Regions from separate parts of the Mus musculus genome. Here region 1 is linked to region 2. A link is a contact called in public promoter capture Hi-C data. All regions are on one chromosome and are shown on one strand. Each heading gives the region's core, a stretch centred on a gene start, on an enhancer-like site or on the middle of the called end of the contact. The rest is flanking DNA. Distances are from core to core; before and after follow the strand shown. Region 1 holds the start of Mfsd7a (major facilitator superfamily domain containing 7A). Region 2 holds the start of Evi5 (ecotropic viral integration site 5).

Region 1 (3,597 bases), core at 425-2,924, 580 kb after region 2:
AGTGGGCAGAGAGATCTCTAGCATGTGTAAGACAACAGATGGGTGGAGAAAAAAATCCATCCATCTAACTGTACAAGAGTAAGAATGAGAATACTTCAACGAGCTCTCAGTCTCACCCTGACTCAGTCCCTGATCTCCTTCCCATCCAAAACACTGGTCCATCTCCCGGTCTTTCGGAAGCCCTGTTGTGCCTGCCTGCTCAGGCTGCTCTCTCAGAACCCTGGCACCCAGTCACTAGCTACAGACAAATGATCAGGGGCTCCAGGAAGCATGACTAAACTTGAAGCCCACTGGTCATAATGGGGACCCAGCCGGGACCATGTCATTTCACAGTATCAGGGTAATATTCCATCTCCATTAGGACAGCAGGACATCACCCAAGTGTCCCAGGAACCTGCCTTATCTACAAAAGGAAAAACTCAAGTAGATTTCTACGTGTGTCCTCAGACAGCTACCCCAAACCAGTTATGTTTCCCAGTGTTAGAAAGGGGAACTGTGAGCCAACCCACAGCAACAAGTCTCAGCAAAGCTAGCTACCAGGAGAGAAGTTTCTGATATTGCCACAGTTAGAATACTCCAGGCTCATGACATGTATTCACACCTTTACTCAAAGCTCTTTCTTCACAACCAGCACAGCCGGGGGGAAAAAGGAAAGGCCATGCGATTCAACCTGCTGCTGGTTCGCACGGAATGCCAGTTGGCAACTGAACCCCTAGTGTGCTGGACACCTGATCGTGTCACCATCCTGGCTGGGTCTCCACTGTGACCAGTGGGCTTCATGGTCCCACATGCTCGGCACAGTCTGTGCTATATTTGTTATAATTCTTAGCTGTATGGCCCAAATGCTACCTATCCAGCTGAGTGGCCGCATGTGACCCAAAGTTCCTTTACAGGTACCGGATCCAGCACCAGAAACAGGATTGAACAGCTGATGGTAGCAGCTCCACGCTCTCTCTCCCTCCGCTCAAACTCAAGTGCTGTGTACCTGTGCCTTGGGAGGACCACTTGCAGTCCAAGTGCGCCTGATGGGATGAAGAGGGAAGGACGAAGGGTCCAGCATTTGGGGGCTAGGGATAGTTCGAGAAAACAACATGTTGCAGGGCTGAGACCCTTGAGCCTAAGACACCTGTTTCCCTGGCTGCTCCACATCGGGCAGGACAGGCATTTGCCCCTTCTTCTACAACTTGATGAGCCAGAAGAAAGGTCGTTTTTCTGTGACCGCACGAAAACAGTCTTGCTGGCGCTGAGGCTGCTACAAAGACCCCGCCCCGCCCGACCCAGCACCCTTGTACCATCGCATTGGAGCAGCTCAGGAGGCTGACCACCAGCAGAAAGACCCAGCGACGCGCATACACTCGGGGACTAGGCAACGCGTCTCCGGCGGTCCCAGATGTTTCCGGGCTGTTGCAGTCTTCCAGCCTATCCATAGTCCCGGCCATGCCAGTGTCCGCAGGCCGCCCACTTTCATACACTGCAACGCGCTGAGGCTGTAGGCAGGCTGTCCCAGGAGCAGGGCGGGGCGGAATGATCTGGTTAGTCTCCGCCCCAAAGGACAAGTTTGGTGAAAGAAGCCAGAATTACTCGGCAAGGTGGAAACTGGAGGGGAAAAATTCCCTTTTAGAGGTAACTTGGATACAAGTGTGTGTGTGGCCTGTACTAGGAACACGTTCGCAGTGGTAGGTGCGGGAAGTGGGTCTCTACTTCAGCAAAGTCTGCATTTCCTTAAAGGTCCTCCAAATTGTTGAAGTTGAGGCCAATCTGGAGGAGGAGAGCCGGAACAGTTCCAAAAGCCTCCAATCTAGGCCTGTCACTAGACTCCTCCTAGAGGAGAAAGAGGCGGGGTGGAGGACGAGGAAAGGCTGAACCTAACTACACCATCCCTGCCCGCGAGTAGATAGATAGCTTCCAGACTCTTTAATTTGCCCTTGTCGCCTGACTCTGGCCTAAAGCAGTTGACAAGAGTCATCTGACACTTGCCACTGTGTCTGGCCTGGCTGGTTCAAGAGAAGGCCAGTGTACCAAAAGCCCTATTCAGACTAGTGTGAATGAGTGACCAGCTGGTGGGGCAGAGAACAGGCTGTGCTGTGGAGGAATAGGGGGACTGGCCATACAGAGGCAGGAGGTGGCTTTCTCTCAGTGAAGAGGTTTTCTCTCCTTCAAACACATCCCGATGGTCTTGCCCTCAGGATTAACATTCCTTTTTGTTCATTTCTTGGGCTTAGGGATTTGAGTTTTGAGCAGGAGTTTCACTGTTGTAGCCTAGGCTGGCCTCAACCTACCAGCATTCCTGCTGTTTATCTTCAATATTGGATGGTACCACCTGTCAATCATACGGGTCTGAACAAGCTTATTGTGCGGTTCCAGCCTTTTGTGTGTTCTTAGTGGGGCTGTGTGCATGTCAGATGTATTTCCCCATTTGTAGGTAAAGTCCTGTCCAGTAAGGAGAAAAATGAGAAAAACCTGGTGGTGCCCTGCAAGGGCCAGTCCCCCTGAGACCCATGATAAGGCCTGTGGTCTTTGCCCTCTTTGATGCCCTTTCCTTTCATATCTATCTAACCCCTGCTTACCCTCAGGCCATAGTTCACACTCACTCTGAAGACCTAAGCCCCTATGCCCTCCTCCTATGGCCTGGAGCTGCCTTGGGGTGGGGACTTTGATGTCTTGACATTCTACCTGAGAGATTGAGAGGGCAGTTCAGACTTCTCTGTTCAGGGCCCTAGCTTTAGGTGGGAAGCTGCCTGTCACCAGCTTCCTGTTTAAGTAGTATCTAAGCCTATCACCAAATGGGACCATCACCACAGTTACCCCCTGTATTGTCACATCTCTAAATCTTTTGATCCGCCTCCATCCACTCTCTTAGGGCACTTGTGCTACGTAGGTGAGTTCAACAAAGTTATCAAGTGAAAGATCAGTACACAATCGACAGCTGCCTTCCTAAAACACTCTACCAATGTGGAAGATGTGGAAATTAAAACAAAAATTAAACAGTCATAATCTAAGTGTGGTTAAAAATAATACTCAGCAGCCAGGCTATGGTGGTGCACGCCTTTAATCCCAGCACTTGGGAGGCAGAGGTAGGTGGATCTCTGTGAGTTTGAGGACAACCTGGGCTACAGAGTGAGTTCCAGGACAGCCGGGGCTACACAGAGAAACTCTGTCTCAAAAAAAACAAAAACAAAAACAAACAAAATATATAAAATACTTAGCTATAAACAGGAATAGCACCTATATGCTAAAAATTGTACAATGCTTGTGAAAGAAACCAACAAAAACCTAGAGAAATGGACAAGTATACCTTATTCACATATTGAAAGACTCAGCATGTTAGCTAATATTAGTTTTCTCTTAATTGGCCTCTAGGGCTAACGGGACTTTTATCAAGAGGTTTTTATACACACAGATTACAAGAAAATATTTGCAAACCACACATCTAACAAAGGACTACTACATGGTGTTTTTCAAATCCAATTAAGGATATGGGCAAAACACCGAAGAGAAAAAAAAAAAAAAAAAACAGGTGGCAAATAAGGCTTAATGACTAACTTCATTAGCCACCAGAAAAAATTGAATGAAAACCACAATGAACTCTGGATCCCC
Region 2 (3,843 bases), core at 55-2,554:
TAAGTATGGAATAACTAGAGTTCTCAACCGTCTTGAGAAGGCCCAACAGAACCTAATGCCAGAAATTTTTAAAAAATAATCAACCAGAAATAGTGGCAATATACTGCAAGGAGGTCGACGGCAGGAGTACGGGGACAGCCTGGGCTACATAGCAAAACTCTGACCCAGAAAGAAAACCAAACAAAAAAAAAACAGCAATTCCACTCCTCCGAGGTATATATCCCAACCTAGTAATTTGTTGGTTTGTGTTGGTTCACTTAAAAATCATTACCTGAAAACTTAAAATTGTGATCTTTCTACTCCAGATAGGCTTGAATAAATTTTCTAAGATTTCCTTGACACAAACTTCTCATAGAAGGTGAGCATTTTCTATCTTACAGGAAGCAAAGTTCTGGAACACTGAGAAATTATTACTAATAAAATTTAAAACACACACACCAAAAAAAAAAAAAAAAAAAAAAACACCGCGCAAAGATTAAAAACTACCAACAGACCATGTTTCTCTAACTTCAGGAAGCTCTGGAATTCATTCTCTCGGCGGAGAAAGGTTTATTATTCTCCAAAGAAAACCGCTTGTTGCTCTTCAAAATCCCCTCCAGCAGAAACGGGACTGCGAGGGAACCGGTCCAGAACTTTTGCTTCGCTCTTTGGTGAAAAGACCTAAGGTCGGAGTCACCAGCGCAGGCGCCACCACCGCAAGCCAACCCACCGGAAACCCGCGGTTAATCTCAGGCTAGCCCCGTTAGGCGATGGGCAACCGGGTGCACAGGAGCTCCGTGCGCCGTCGCTCTGCACACCTGGCTCGCCCATCACCTGCCGGCAGCCGCCGCAGGCCGAATGGAGACGCCAACTTTCCGAGCAGGGCGCGGCGGACCGCCGTGTCCTCGAGGACGGGCCCCGAGGCCGCCCGGGCCAGGCGAGAGCGGGGAACGCAGGCCCCGGCGGGCTCGCGCCGCAAACTCGGCGGCGGCCCGGGTGGGCGGCGCGGCCCTCGGCGGCGCCCGCGCCCTCCCTCGCCGCAGCCCGGCCTGGCGCGGCGCCCCTCACCTTGGAAACCTGGGGTGGACTCCGCCGTCAACATGAACTTCCCATGCAGCCGGCGGCCGTGCCGCCGCCGCCTCCAAGCGCCTCGGCCCGGCTCGGCCTCCGCGGCCGCGTTCCCCGCGTGACCCGGCGCACGCCTCCTGCTCAGGAACCCGGAGCTGCCCGCGACCCTCCACCGTACCGCCGACGACTCGGGAGAACCCCGCGCAGCCCCACGCCCGCCAGCTCCGCCCGGCTCTGGTCGGGCCGCTTCACGAAAGCCCAGGGCGCAGGCGCGGCGAGGGCCTTAAAGAGCCCCGGCCGGCCTCTACGGCATAATGGGTTCGAGCAGGTTAGGGCCCCGGCCGCGCTGGCGAAGCCGAAGCAGAAGCCGAAGGGATTGGACCGAGAGGAACGGAGGCGGGGAGATCCCTCTCGGTCCTCCGCCCCTCTTCCCAAGCGCCCAGCCCTCGGCCATGCAAACTGCTGACTTCCCAGTCTCTCGAGCCGCCCCTGGCCAGTCAGGGAAGCACAAGACACGCCCCCTCGGAGCCCCCCGGGCGAGCATCCGCGCAGGCCTGGGGCGCGCACAGCGACGCGCAGCTTTGCGAGGGCTGCCCGGAGTCTCACTCCCAAAAACATAATATTAATCAAATGGCACTCGCGGTGGTAAAACAGGTCTTCCACTAATCCTCTAGAATAAACCGTGGGTTTTTTCGGAGTCCGGCAGAGGGTGGGCAATTATCCAACACCAACCAAGAAATTCTTAGAAGGAAATTACTTAGTTTGGGACAAAAACAGCCTATTCATTTGGGTCCTGTCAAAGGAATTGCAGGCAACAAAAAAAAAAAATAATAAAGGCAATATAAATCATTTTTGTTATATACTTGAAAGTGACCAAAAGGATAGTAATTACCATCAAGCAGTCAGAAAAGCTCTAAAATTGTTTACTAATATGATACCACTGGCTTTTACATTTAGATTTGTAAGACCTGTCCAGAAAAAGTTCCACTATCACAAGCACTTCTAGAAAAGACTATTTTTCAACAAGATTAGGATAAGAAATGGGAAGTAAAACCATGTCCTCCACCCAGCTTTGAAATTTTCAAAATAGTCTGAGGCAATTTTTTTTTTTTTTGCATAACTTAGGTCGGGTTATTAATGGCAATGTAACAACTTCATTGTACCAGGCAGTCTTGGCGCATGCCTTTGATCCCTGCACTTGAGTGACAGAAGCAAGCAGATCTCAGAGTTCAGGGCCAACCTGGTCTACAGAGTTTCAGGAGAGCCAAGGCAACACCACCCTGACTCAAAAAACAAACAAAAAACTTCATCATAATTTAATGTATCTACCCCATAGCAAAAGAAAAAAAAGTATAATGTACCTTTCCAATTTATCTGCAAATTCTTTGCTTTTATCTGCTAAAGTTTCCTTGAATCTCTCTCATCTCCTTCATCAGCAACCACCTTAGTTAAAATTACCCTGACCTGCAGATAGTGTAAGGACACTGACCTAGCCTATTTTATCCACATCCCCTCCTACCCTTCTCCAAATCTCAAACCACAAGAAGAATTTTTGTTCAAATACTGTACCATGTGACCTTGTTGCTGTTCAGTATCCCATTCTTTTGGGGAAAAAAAAATTACCCTAACCAAGCCCTCCAGGGCCAGGCACCTTGCCTACCTCTCCAGCTCCCCTCTCTGCTCAGACCATGTTCATCCTCTCCTTTCTCCAGCCACAATGACCCTTTCCTCCCTCACAAGAGTTTTTGCAAACTTCTAATACCTGGGAAGTTTTCCTGGCCTCACCTTCTTACCTGGGCCTTAGTCTCTGGGTCTGAGAAATGCCTCTTGAAAACCCGCCTATGTTAGTCCTGTCAATCCCTTTCCAGGACACTGTAATTATAGGACTCTTGGGAATTTTTTAATCTCTCACTAACATCTGGCCCCATAAGGCCGGGAGCTTTGTCGTTTGAGGTTTGAGGAATTCGAGAATCATAGGTGCCTGATTCAAACGATGACGAATGGCACAAAGGTTACTGACATCACAGGTAAATGTCACACTTTGACATTTAGAGTCAGAACCTAAGAAGAGCGCTGGTTATTATTATAATAAAAATAGATTTCAAATTACTTTAGTGTCTGAAGATTCTTTGGGAAATGTCTAATTGCAGAGTGCTCAAACCTCCCCGTTAAGAAGGATAGAGAGAAAGATAGCCACAGATGCTCATTAAGCTATGAACAGTGAAAGAAGGACAGAAAGAAAGCCACGGGTGCTCAAGGAACGAAGAACACTGGAAGAAGGACTGAGAGAAAGATAGCCACGGACGCTCACGGAACGATGAACACTGGTTGTTCCAAACGTGCAAGGTAGGGAAACTAAGAGTGAAGCATTTCCAGAGATGGGAAAGATGATCTTTTTATGTATATTCAAAGGCTTAAAGTAGTATTCTTTTCACTTGAAAGTGTGTGAATGAACTATCAATTTGGAAATAAATGATACCAGGGTATACAGTATATGATTCTATATATGTGGAATTCCAAAGGAGGCAAAACTGAATGTGGTGGAAACAGTCTTGGCAGGGCTGAGAAACAGTTTGTGGTGCTCAGCATGTGACAGTGGAATTATTTTGAAATACATGCTCTCAAAATAATAGAATAGTCCTGAGGAGGCCATTAGCTCTGGCCCTCCAGCATTATCCCTGACTAATGCCTTTCTCTCCCTTGCCCCAAGAGTGTCAGTTTATTTGGTAAAAGAGCTTACACTTTAATGCCCCACTTTAATTGCTAATTCTAGCGCTCACAAGTGCTTGGGCACTG

The links. Capture Hi-C pulls out chosen DNA fragments and counts their contacts.
Region 1: a promoter capture Hi-C map of adipose tissue shows a contact between it and region 2. The contact joins the promoter of Mfsd7a here to the promoter of Evi5 in region 2. A contact is called at or near these places in 1 of 39 promoter capture datasets (neural stem cells), 1 of 115 datasets of contacts at active chromatin or transcription factors (bone marrow-derived dendritic cells) and 2 of 9 other capture datasets (adipose tissue and liver).

What each region holds. Positions count from the first base shown.
Region 1 is chr5:108,447,426-108,451,022 of GRCm38.p6, forward strand. Mfsd7a (major facilitator superfamily domain containing 7A) reads right to left here and starts at 1,675. Exons shown (of 10, transcript NM_172883.3): 1 at 1,293-1,675. The coding sequence starts at 1,439.
Region 2 is chr5:107,867,744-107,871,586 of GRCm38.p6, forward strand. It overlaps Evi5 (ecotropic viral integration site 5), which reads right to left and starts at 1,305. Exons shown (of 20, transcript NM_001378824.1): 1 at 1,048-1,305.